Linked DNA regions of Mus musculus: region 1 is linked to region 2. Evidence: chromatin contacts called from public promoter capture Hi-C data. All regions are on one chromosome and are shown on one strand. The core of a region is the stretch at or near the end of the contact, and the rest is flanking DNA. Distances in the headings are between cores, read along the strand shown.

The links. Promoter capture Hi-C pulls out the DNA fragments that hold promoters and counts their contacts.
Region 1: a contact with region 2 is called in a promoter capture Hi-C map of the HPC-7 cell line, with 5 times the contacts expected there. The contact joins the enhancer-like site here to the promoter of Uchl5 in region 2. A contact is called at or near these places in 10 of 39 promoter capture datasets (the C10 cell line, the HPC-7 cell line, HPC-7-derived erythroid cells and 7 more), 2 of 484 Hi-C or Micro-C datasets (B cells and the G1E-ER4 cell line), 8 of 115 datasets of contacts at active chromatin or transcription factors (the 230-238 cell line, acute myeloid leukemia, bone marrow-derived macrophages and 5 more) and 2 of 9 other capture datasets (adipose tissue and liver).

The regions. Positions count from the first base shown.
Region 1 is chr1:144,316,084-144,322,312 of GRCm38.p6, reverse strand. No RefSeq gene overlaps it. Among named protein-coding and RNA genes, the nearest start is that of Rgs1, 70 kb to the right of the region's middle. Within about 2 kb of position 4,487, at least 35 of the 459 cell types and tissues checked have an H3K27ac peak or open chromatin away from gene starts, as enhancers often do. A contact at or near this core is called in the G1E-ER4 cell line, the HPC-7 cell line, bone marrow-derived macrophages and 1 more, where this site is marked.
Region 2 is chr1:143,772,783-143,779,521 of GRCm38.p6, reverse strand. Uchl5 (ubiquitin carboxyl-terminal esterase L5) reads right to left here and starts at 2,244. Exons shown (of 11, transcript NM_019562.2): 1 at 2,046-2,244. The coding sequence starts at 2,121. Ro60 (Ro60, Y RNA binding protein) reads left to right here and starts at 2,471. Exons shown (of 9, transcript NM_013835.2): 1 at 2,471-2,601. LOC115487685 (a small nucleolar RNA gene) reads right to left here and starts at 594; the gene lies at 460-594.

The sequences.
Region 1 (6,229 bases), core at 3,238-5,737, 540 kb before region 2:
CTCATCCACTCCTATTATCCGTAGGTTTGGTCTTCTCATTGTTTCCTGGATTTCCTGGATATTTTGAGTTAGGATCTTTTTGCATTTTCCATTTTCTTTGATTGTTGTGCCGATGTTCTCTATGGAATCTTCTGCACCTGAGATTCTCTCTTCCATCTCTTGTATTCTGTTGCTGATGCTCAAATCTATGGTTCCAGATTTCTTTCCTAGGGTTTCTATCTCCAGTGTTGCCTCACTTTGGGTTTTCTTTATTGTGTCTACTTCCCTTTTTAGGTCTAGTACGGTTTTGTTCATTTCCATCACCTGTTTGTATGTTTTTTCCTCTTTTTCTGTAAGGACTTCTACCTGTTTGATTGTGTTTTCCTGTTTTTCTTTAAGGACTTGTAACTCTTTAGCAGTGTTCTCCTGTATTTCTTTAAGTGATTTATTAAAGTCCTTCTTGATGTCCTCTACCATCATCATGAGATATGCTTTTAAATCTAGGTCTAGGTTTTCGGGTGTGTTGGGGTGCCCTGGACTGGGCGAAGTGGGAGTGCTGGGTTCTGATGATGGTGAGTGGTCTTGGTTCCTGTTAGTAGGATTCCTACGTTTACCTTTCGCCATCTGGTAATCTCTGGAGTTAGTAGTTATAGTTGACTCTGTTTAGAGATTGTTCTTCTGGTGATTCTGTTACCGTCTCTCAGCAGACCTGGGAGACAGATTCTCTCCTCTGAGTTTCAGTGCTCAGAGCACTCTCTGCTGGCAAGCTCTCTTACAGGGAACGTGCGCAGATATCTTGTTTTTGGACCTCCTCCTGGTCAAAGAAGAAGGCCCAAAACAGGGCCTCTCTCAGAAGCTGTGTTGCTTTGGCAGTTCCCAGAAGCTGTCAGCTTCTGTGGTGCAGACTCTCACCTGTGCAGACTAAAACCCTAAGTTCCAGGGAGTCCTGGAACCAAGATGGTGACCGCTGCTCCTGAGGCTGAGGCCGTCTCCCGAGCCAGGCGGACACCTGTCCTCTGGTCCGGATGGTGGCCGGTTGTCTGCGGCCCGCCCAGGCTGCTGCCTCAGAGGCTCTGTGCTTCTGCCCGTCCCAGAAGCTGTCCGGTTCTCTGGCGCACCCTCTAAGCTGCTCAGACTAATTTCCTAAGTTCTGCTGAGTCCCGGAACCAAGATGGCGACCGCTGCTGCTGAGGCTGAGGCCGCCTCCCAAGCCAGGCGGACACCTGTCCTCTGGTCCGGATGGTGGCCGGTTGTCTGCGGCCCGCCCAGGCTGCTGCCTCAGCGGCTCTGTGCTTCCGCCCGTCCCAGAAGCTGTCTGGTTCTCTGGCGCACCCTCTAACCTGTTCAGACTAATTTCCTAGGTCCCGTGGAGTCCTGGAACCCAGATGGCGACCACTGCTGCTGAGGCTGAGGCCGCCTCCCCAGGGCTTAATTTTTTTGGATTAAAGATTATAGGAGAAGAGGGTCAGTTTCTCCCTAAAGCAAAAGGTTTCAACTACTATTCTAAGAACTAACAGCAATAACTTCTATCCACAGAATACCCTAGAGAGAAGTGTTCATACAATGGGTTTTCCCAAGATATAGTTCAAGTATGGTCAATATGTATAATGCTCGTTCCTTAATTCTGCAGAAAAATAGGGGATTCTGTTATGGCAGATTTGCTAATCTTGTATTTATAGCTACAGCCCTGTGTGCAAAGCCTGAGATGAGAAAATGTATGGGCCCAGCCACTTACTATTTATGACATTTAAAGATAGACAAGGGCCATAAAACACCATAATTTCCAAAGTTACTATTATTTTCTCACAGTGTTAACAAGTTCTAGTCATATGAACACATGGGCTTGCCAGTATACCATTCATTTTTGTCACATTTACTTAAATGTTCAATGAAACTCACCAAATGCTAGAAACATTATCAGACTCAGATTACAAATGGATTGACTACATATGAATAACAGGAAAATAAGTAAATGAATAAAAAGGTGTTCCTGTGCTTGTGGACTTATAGGATTTTAGAACTGTAGTGGGTGTTCAAGTCCAGGCTAAGTGGATGGAGAGTCTGTGTAACAGAGAAGTTAAGCAGAGGAAGTGAGATTCACAGTGAAAATTGAAGACGAGGAAAGAATGAATCAAGCAAATGGGATGGAGTATGGTGGTGGGTTAACTTGTGAACGTGTGACTTTACACCTAGGAACATTTTGAACTTTAGCACATAAGACATAATATTCAATAGGACAAACAACCAAAAGAGCCCAGTAGTAATTACAGACAACAGAATGAAATCACACTCTCCAAGTTTCTTTGCTCTTAGTCTCTGAGAATCAATAATCACTCAGCAAGTGTTTTTAGACTCTTGTTAATGACTACCGGCTTTCAAAATAAAGCCACAGAACACAGACACAGATGCTTTTATGAAAGAGGCAATTCTTGGACCTATCCTGTGATTAATAAATGTGACATTTGCTTCATCGCATACCAAGCTAAGTGCTACATACCATATCACCTAATTTTGCATCACAAGGTGAGGACTGCACAGTATAGTCTAAGTAATGTGACTTATTCTTGAAAAAGACTTTAGAATGGTCGATTGTTAGAACTCATGTAGAAGTAGATGTAAATGGCTGAGAAGCATAGAGACTCAATGGAACACGAAGGAAATACCATAGCAGAACTACAATTACCACGTGCTTGCCTGTGGTGCGCAATCAAAAGTGGAAGTGAAGCCAGACCCTGTGAACTCCAGAAGAGTCAGGAAGGCACCTTAGGACACAGAACACAGTGTTCCCAGGACACTTGTAGAAGTTGTAATCATTGCTGAGAAAAATGTTAGTTCCACAGAATCCTGCCCACCATTCTCAACTACGGATAGCCTAAGACATACAGAAGGGAGGGATGGAAAACAAAAGAGAGGACACGGGACATGCCCTGAGGGAATCAAACCAGAACAGTTTATCTGAGTCACACAAACTCACAATGGAAGAATTCTGCCTCTCTCACGTCTCCTTCTACTCCAGTCAAATGGATATAAACTTTCCCTTATCAGAATACCCTGCTTCACACTAGTTCTGTCTCAGGAGAAGAGTTCCACCTTGGTTTGTATGAGAAACGCTTTCCCTGAGAAGATAGCAGTGCCTATAGAGCTGTCAACCTCCATCTCTGGCTCCAGTCGTTGACAAAAGGAAAGGATCCAGCTAAGCAAATGTTTGTGACTTGGTCCCTAATTCTTCTTTTTTGTCTTAATTCTAAGGTCAGACTGTACTGAATTTAAACAAGATTTTACAATTTCTCAAACTCTGATTTATTTTACTTCTCTATAACCTAGTCATTGACTTGGATGTTCCAAATAATTGTAGCTTCTAAGTGCCATATTTGCAGGCAATCAGTACTAGCAGTGAGGGGTGGGGGGAGTGGGTTTGCAACTGTATACTTAAAGAGAAGCCAACCTTTCCTAAAACTCCTTTTCTATGGCCCTGTAGTTTGTTAAGACAATTCTAAGCTTTCTTGTGATCTAGTCTGTGTCCCCTTGTGTCTAAGTATTCAAAGATGTTCTGAATGTGTACACCACTGGTAACTTAAATCGCTAACTGTATATGCCCAATCAGGACTGTGAGCCCACATTTAAATAAAATGTGGCTTGAAGTCCCACTTGTGAAATGTTTTTAAAATATGTTTGTTGAGTCACTGAGTTGTATTGTACCCAGTCACCAAAGCCTAGCTTCCCATGCTTCTCTGCCATTGCTTAAGCATCTCTAAAAGATAGAAGGTTCAATTATGTCTCAACCTTATCTGTTAAAGCCCAGGACACAAGGCATTTCTGTGGCAATTTTTGGCCTTATCAGCAAATAATTGCTTGTTCCTGTTACTGACTCATGGCCATGTTCACCAGATTGTAGGTTCGTTTGCTGACCATGTGACTATCACCTTCATTATCAGCACTGAGAGCAGAAGGATCACAGACCATGAATTCAGAAAGGCTAGGGTCTGTCACTTATTCCCTATATGTCTTTGATAAAATTACTTAAACATTAACATTTTCATGTTTTTCACACTTAATGTCTCATCTTTTAACATGATGCTCCTTGAAACAACTAATCAGAAAGCTTAAAATTGAAAAACAGTTCTTACAATGGTGGATACAGGCGAAGATTTGAAGATGTCACCTGAGTGAAGTGAGTCTGAATGACCAGCACATTCTCCTGTAAGAGCTTCTATCAAACTGGCTGTTCAGCGTTGCCTAGTCTTGTACACTAATGAAAAAAAGAGTTCTCATTCTAGCCACCAAACTGGATATTTTTGGTTTACCACTGCTGCTCTAGAAGGCATCAGATAGAAATGTGACATGGAGCACAAACTTGAAAACTCATGTTAAAATTTTTACCACCACCTAGTACAGTGCTTCCAAATCCCTTCTCAGCTTTCTAGTCAGCTGGCTTTAAGGTGCCGGTAAATTGTGTAGTTTTCCCTATTACAGCCTCATTGACCTTTATCCTCTTTGCAGAAGCTTTTGTGCCCATATTTGAAGAACTGTGATGTTTATTCTTTTTCCCACTGACTAACCAGTGACTGCAGAGACATGAGGTTGGCTGAAATGCCAAGAAAGAAGAGGAAGGAAATGAACTTTCCTTACATGTTATTATTTATACCACAAATTTCCCTACGACACTTTGGTACCATTACATAGCAATGTGTCTCCTACCAAAGAAACTGGCCTTTCTGCAATTTGAGACCCCGGACCAGAAAGAAGTTCTTGGTCAAAACAATAGAGAAAGATAAATAAATGACTAAATAAACAACACAAAAGTGGGCATAATAACATAATAACATTTTTGGATACATAATCTTCTAAGGATCTTAATGCATTAAATTCCCAAGGTTTGTTATTATTCCCCAGTTCAGGTTAACTCCAGCCCCTCAGGAAAATGTCTACTTTCTTCCTTTGGTTCCTAGTGGTCTCATTCTAGATTGTGCCTCATGGATCTACCCATGGGTTCTTTTCTGGTCCCTATCCTACATTCAGTCTTCTAATCCCAAAGTTCTTCTCCATGTACACCTGCTGTGTGGGTGCTCTCACCTTGTCCTGTGTACATGTGGCTTTCTTCTGAATTGATGACTCTAGCTCTTAATTCTCTTCTAAAATCAGACGACTATGTTGGCATCTTTATTTAGGCTCTCTCTGTGGATATATAATGAGCCATATGATAATTATTAACCTGAAATCTTGGTTCTCATCTACCTGTTCATCCATCCATCATCTTTTTATCACCTACAATGTGAGAACATGAGTGTCCCCTCTCTAGAGGACAATGCAATTAGATGTTCTGCTGGAGATGAGTAACAGCTCCTACTGGGCATTCAAATGTATTAACTCCACTATTATGTACCTTCTAGAATCAGGATACGTAAAAAAAATAAATTTCTAAAGCTTATGGAATACTTACAAATGAACCCAGGCACCAAACCATCCCCCCAAAACACACACACACACACACACACACACACACACACACACACACAGACACACAAGAAAAGGCATATTATTAGTACTTAGCACAAAATACTAATGACTCTGATATCACAAACCCATGACATAAAAGATCAAGTGCATAGCATCTGATTCACCTTCACATGACCACACCACCGAGTTTCTGAAGTAGAGAGGGAACAGCCAGGGTTATGAACTACCTTTTCTCTGAAGTTTTCATGAGGCAGATTAGCCCCTCTACTATGCTTTTCCATTACTGGGTCTACAACAGTTGAATTTGGGGGAACTCAGTGAATTACCACAAAGAATCCATGCTATCTTACTTTAAACAGAGTGTAGGTGCCTTAAAGGAAGTTATCCATTAACATCAAGCTGAACCTTTTACCATATTCCAGGAAGCAAAAGGTTTTCAGCATTAGTCACTTTCACAGTTTTATGCCGTGTACAGAATCAGGAGTATTATGAAGACACCAGAGACTCAGCTTCCTTAACAAGATGCTGGGGATTTCTCAGGGATCATCCTTACTCTTAACTATCTTCAATTTAAAAACTAAGTATATGTACAAAGATAAACGTATAAAAATATAGTCACATAACAACTCAGATGTACCATAAAGAACTCCAGAAACACATCAGTCATCTATGCATTACCCTAAGATCTTTATTTTATTTTGTTTTCAGTGTTGTTGTTGATTTACATAATTGGGGATGAAATCTGAGTCTTCACAATTGCTAAGTGAGTACTCTACCATTAAGCTGTATCTTT
Region 2 (6,739 bases), core at 995-3,494:
TTTTCTGTACATGTGAAACTGAAAACAGCAGCTAGTTTACGGACTCCACTAATTTCTTTCTTTTATTGTGTATGTGAGTGGAGAATACTAAGGTACATGTGCCACAAACGAGTGGGTGGCTTTCAGAAGGGGTCAGCTCCTTCTTCCATGGTCCAGGAGTCATCAGGCTTCGGTAACCAGGCTGGCTATACCACCAGCCCTAGACTGCATTAGTTTCAAAATAAACTTGGGCCACTATCTCTGAACGTCAACTTTTTAAATGACAGTTAAAGATTTTGAGAGGAAAAATTATCACTTAACCTGTAAACATTTCAAATTCTGTAATGTCCAAAACTGATCTAATTTTCTTTCCTATCAAGTCTATTCTTCAAATGATACTTTATTTATCCACCCAAGCCAGAAGCACGTTTGACTCTTCTTTCCTACAGTCAGTCAACTCCTGCTAATTTTCTTTTCTCTTTCTGTAGGAGAAATATACTACTACTCAACCTCTACTGTAAGGTTGGCAGCCCTGAGAACTCCTCTTTTAGTGTAGCATGTTCTGGATGCATTCCTGCTCCAAATAGAATGAGGAGAAGGTATTTCCACATGCAACCTGAGATTGAAATACTACCTAACTGCTGACTCTACTTTCTCTGTACCCCAGGGCTTAATGTCAAGCCAATCACCCACAAACTTACCATTTTCAAAAAGAGTCATCTCATTCATTCTATCTTAACTCTAAATACTGTAAGCACAATCATGTTAATCACAAACTAATTTTAATTATGTTTGATCTCCACATCTTTTTCAGAGTAAGTCCCCAGTGACTTCCAGGCAATCTAATCTATACAATATGGTATCTGATTTGGCGTGGCTTTACCTTTTTACCTAAGATCTCTACACTGCCTGCCTATTCATTACACCATATTTTAGTTACTTTGCTGGCTGCTCCATAAGCTACCTTTAGGTAACCACACTAGATCATGCTTCCTTTTGCCCAGCTCCTCTGTGATCTACACAGTTAAAACAATTTCTGTATACTCTTAAACGTAAACCAACATGTTATTCTAGATTGACTCTCAGTTCTTCAGACCAGCATTCCGATTATTCACATTAAAATTTCCAACTCCGTAACTGTATGCCCGAAGTACAGTTGAACATATGTTACGCAATGCTCGAAATATTCAGCCATGTACAGTACACAAAATCTACATTAAGGTTTGCTATATTTTGGGTACACATTTTAACAAAACAGTTAAAAACAATATCTTAGAAAAAATCAAAATGAAAATGGAGGGAAAAAAAAACTCCCCCAAAACGTTGGGAACACGAGGAAGGATAAACTGTCCTATTGGTTGAGTAGTACGGAAGGAAATAAAGTCAGAGAGAAATTCAGAGCTAAGCATGTGGCCTCTGAGCAAAAGCACTACCTCGAGAAAACTCAACTTCACAGGAAGTCAAAAAAGGAGGGAGTAAAAGAATTGCGGGAAGTAGAGTGCAGACCCGCGTAGACGGTTATCTGTGGAGGTCCGGAAGAGGTGCCCACATACGAAAGGTGAAAGTTCTGCTTTTGGGAAACTAGAATCTCGAGTTTCTGGGCGGCTGGAGCCTCAGACACCACCCGGGGAAACACACGCCCTAGACCGGCTGCTCCGCAGGACCGACAGCCTGAGCGATGCACCTGACCACACTGGAGACAGGGAGGCTCCGCAGGGAAGGGACAGTGGAAAGGACAAGAGAAGCGCGGAGGAGATGATGAGGGAGGGAGACAGGGAAGGAGGACGCTCGAGGCAATTCAAGTGTCCGAGTCCCAAGTCCGGAGAACACAGCAGTGCACAGGCAGAGGGACTCCTTCCCCTCGTGGTGTGGCTCCCAAGATCACTGCGGAGACGCGGCCGCCCCGGGCCGAGGACGCGGCAGAAGCCCTACTTTCCACACACGCCGACTCCAGTCCCTGAAGTCACTTCTCCGACGCCGGGCGTCGGTGGCGGCAGGTGACCGCCTGGCCCAACGCGGGCCTCCTCCCGGAACCCCCGGCCCAGGACGGTCCCCCTGGTGCTCACCGAATCCTTTAATGAGCTCGGTGAAGACCCCGGGGTCGCTTTCCATGAGACACCACTCCCCGGCATTGCTCGACATGGTCCCCGACCACACACACACCGCCCCGCTTCCACCTCGCGCTCTCCGGAGCCCCGCAGCACAAGCTGCCACCGGCCGCAGACCTCAGCAAAACCCGCCGCCGAGCGTCAACCCCACGTCACCCCGCCTACTTCCCGACAGCCTCCGGGCGCCGTCACCTGCCGCGCGCCGGAGCACAGAAGGACGCTCTAGCCACCCGGGAGACGTCGAAACGCCTCTCCTGCCTCTCAGGATCCGTAGCGCCCTCTGCCGGGCCGGAGAAGTAGCGGGGCCTCGGAGCGCCGGAGGGAGGCACATCCGGGACCCTTGGCACCCCAGAGCTGGGGCGGGGCGATGGAAGGGGCGGGGCTCGAGACGGGGCGGGGCGGGGCTCGCTCCGACCCGAACCTGGAGCTGTCCTCGCCCTTTCGGGCCGCCTCCTATTCCTGGTGCGACGCAGGCTTTCTGTAGGCGCCGCGGGTCCTGAGCATCACCTTCCAGGTAAAGGTGGGTCACTGCAGGCCTGCTGCGGGCCGGGGAACCGCGTTTTGGGCAGTCCCAGCGATCCTGGGCACTTGAGGGCTGGCCGGTGCGCACTCTCTTCCAGCCGCATCCCAGCGTCAGAGGCCAGGCAAAGCCTTCGCCGCCTCTGTGCTCCGGCACCCGCCGGAGGAGAGCATGGACCGACTTCGCATCTGAACATTTCGAACCTGGCCTAGTTGCTCCGGGAGGATGGAATCTTGGGGAACTCAGGTCAACTCTCCCACTTGCAAAGCTCCTGGCGAGCGAACGTGCCAAGGCCCCTTTTCACTCTTTTCTCTCTTCCTGCGGCTTTGGCATAGAGGCGTTGTCTCGGATACCGGTTTGGGAAGGAGCTTTGTGGGAAGACCGAAAGGAAATTATCTTAGAGGAATAATAATCAAGGAAGGGAGAAAGATTTCTCGTCCAAGGGATGAGAGACTCATGTATCGGGATGAAGTGCCTTACGGAAAAATGCGCACCATCCCTCTCCCGCCACCCCTCCCCCCTTAATAGTGCATTATTTTAAAAACACTTGAAATGGTTTTGATGAATAGAACAAAAAATAGCTATTTGTAATTAATACTTATCATTCTTCGGAGGTGGTTTTATTCATCATTTCATAAAAGTATGTTCCAAGGAAGGCTTTTGGCTTCCACAGGAAAAATTTTTGCTCAGAGCATCCTACCATGGTGACATCTTGCCACAGTTCCTCAATACTTTTCATTGCATCGCCCTTAATGGAGTTGATATTTTCATTACCTTTGTGTATGGCATATCCATTTGAACCTGGGATCCTGGCTTTGTAAAGTATTATAGCTTCATTACTGTAAAATTAGCCTTGGCTTTTATTTTTAAAGAAACTGCGTATTTGCTTGACTTCTCAGGGTGAAAAAAAAAAAGTTAGCCTTTCCAAATTACATGAAATATTGGCTTAATGTTTGTGTAAATTGAAGGAAAACATGGTAATCTTTGTACTAGTAATGGTACGACGTATATAGATTGTAGTCCAGAAGATCTTGAAGCAGAAGTGTTATTACATCAGTGTCTTGCTATCTGGTTTACATTCTGCATTAAGAGAATGGACAACATATGGATCAACACATCACTGCTTGGCCTTATGTCGAAGAACAAGTGTAAAATGCTCCAAATGTTGCCATAGTTCTAACAGTTAAAGGCTCTAAAGCTTTAATTTATAGAGATGTTAGAAAACTTCAAGTGGTATAAATTCGGGAGACTGTTGTTGTGTTTAAAGAGGTCAGAACAACTCAAAGAAGAATTCACTTGATTGGTTTTGACTTAGGCTTATAGCACTTGACTCCATAGGACTAGACTACCAGAAAACCAGACTTTGATTTGCCTCACTGCCCAGCTGCCTTCTAAACCACTGGACTGCAGCTTAGGGTTTTGAGAAAGGGGACACTGGCAGTTGAAGAAAGAAGGAGTTAAGCTACTGTTAGTTGATGGAAGCTGTCTTGAAACTCAGCTTGAGTCACTTCATTAGTATTACTAAGATACTCCTAGCGCTTGGTACATTCCAAAAGATTTTGAAACTATCAGGAACCATTGTATCTCCATGTCATCTAATGTCGCCAATTTTAAAGTAGTTTGTATTTTAGCCCTTAGTAATAAAAAGGAGAATGAATAGCTTGAAGTAAACTGCCATTCGATTTTCTATATTTAAATGTTTTTATTGAGACTTATATATGCAAAGAAGTTTTGTAGGTGACCTAGTCACCAGCAGGGCAAGGTGCAATTCCAAGGTGCCTACTCTGCAGCCAGAAGAGGTTCTCTCTAGGGACTTCTACTCAGGTGTAGCTGGGACCCTGACTTAAACTGCAGAAGACCATTTCCAAATGAGTCGGTCTGAAGGCATGCTGGACACTGTAGTTCATAGGCACCACAGCTGGGTAGGATTGTTAGTTGCTTCCCTCACTTGGAAGCCTTCTGGGATCATGAAAGCTAGTCCTCAGGCTTTGCAGTTTGAGACCTCTTGGTCATGTGTCCAAAATACATGGTGTCTTCAGCAATAAGCACTTTACTAACCTTCCTCCTCTGAGAGGCAACTACAGGCACTAACAATAGCCTAGGATTTGGGGGAAATCTCTTATTAGACAACCCTGACCAACAAGCCCAAAAGGAACTAACATCTTATATGTAGTGTTGGAGTTTTTGCAAAGTGGTCTCTGGATCTTGGGGAAAGCGTTGTCAGCCAGGGTGAATGCATTTCACTTAAACTATATGTATACACAGACTTACATGTAATATGTGTAATTTTACGTAAATAGATAATATGACTCCTTATGACTTTTTCAGACCCTAAGGCTGCTATTTTACCTCCTCCCTGCCTCTAATTAGAGTTCCCACATCATCACAGTTTTTCCACTTCCCGCTTCAGACCGCCTGTACCCTGCCATTCCTCTCTCTATTGCTTCTCTCTTCCCTGCTCACCCCTGCCGTGGTCCCTTTGTACTTTGCTGTTTTCAGCTGTTTCTGCAGACTGTGTACTCACATCTGAAGATTTGGAGCCAGGGAATCTAGATGAGAAAAAAAAAAAAAGTAGGACATTTATCTTTCTAGGTCTGGGTTACCTCATTCAATATAATTTTTGCCAGTTCTGTCCATTTGCCTTCAGAATTCATGGTTTCATTTTTCTTTACACTTGAATAGTATTTCAGAATGTATTAGTGCCACAATTTCAAATCCATTCATAAGTTTGAGGACATTAAGTTGTTTCCTTTTTCTAGCTTGTGTGAGTTGCGGGACAGTGAACGAGGCAGAGCAGATATATGTAGGGCAGAATGACGAGTTCTTTGGGCATCTGCTGTGGAATGATAAAGCTGGGCAGCTGAGTCATATGGAAGATTTATTTTTAGGCTTTTGAGGATTCTCCAGGCTGAATTCAAGAGGGCGTGAACCCGTTTGCAGTCCCACCAACCTTGAACAGACGATCCCTCTTCCCCTCTTCCCCACATCCTCTCAAGCATTTGTGTCAGTTGTTGATCTTCACCAGTCTGCACCTTTGTAAGATGACATCTCAAAATCGTTTTGATTTCCATCTCCTAATTGCTAAGGACCATGACTTTTTTAAAAACACTTCTTAGCCATTTTTATTTCTTCTCTTATTTTTATTTTATTTTTATTTCTTGAGAACTCTCTGTTTAGATTCCTAGCCCGTTTCTGAATATATCTTTTTGCCGGGAGGGTCTCTTTTGTTTGTATATCTTAAATACACATAAAGATATCAAATGTACATCGGTCAAAGATTCTCTCCTATTCTATGGGCTTCCTTATCACTCAGTTGACTGTTTCTTTAGCGGGGCAGAAGCTTTTAGGTTTTATAAGTCCTACTTGTCAATTGCTGAACTTAATTTCCGGGCCAATGCGGGTTCTATTCAGAACGTCCTTTTCTACATACACTTAGATCGTGTACGGTAGTGTTGGTGTTTTCTTCTAGCAGTGTCTGTGTTTCACACTTCACACTTAGGTCTTTGGTTTGTTTGGATTTAGTTGTGTCAGTTGTGCAAGGTGATGCAGGTCTAATTTCATTCTTCTGCATGAGAGCATCTAGTTTGCACAGCAGTGTTTGTTGAAGATACCGTCTTTTCTCCAGTGTATGTTTCTGACAGCCGACCGAGAAACTCCCACTCAAGAGCATAGGGCTATTTAAAGGGCCAGGCATACGAAATAAATCCTAATACAATAGCAGAAGTGAGTCTCCTAACAAACACCTGTAATCTCAATACATGGGAGGCCAAAGCAAGAGGCTTATGTGTATCAGGCCAGCTTGGTCAGTGAGACACAGGAAAACGTAACAGAGAAATACTTCATTCTGTAGATATTTTCCCCAACTTTTATCACTTTACCTTCTCTTCTTGGTTGTATTTCCTACATTTAATACAGTTATTGTTTTATTGGCAGAATTTATCATAAAGAATTGTTTGTAGTAAATTTTTCATCATGAATATTGAGGCTTTTTCAAATGAATGAATTATATTAAAAAAGAATCTATTGTGCGGAATTCTTAAGCAAATCAGAAAACAAATTTTGATGCTATTTCATTTTGCTTTAATATGTACTAGCTATGATGTTCTAGATGCCGAAGAAAGATTTTAACATG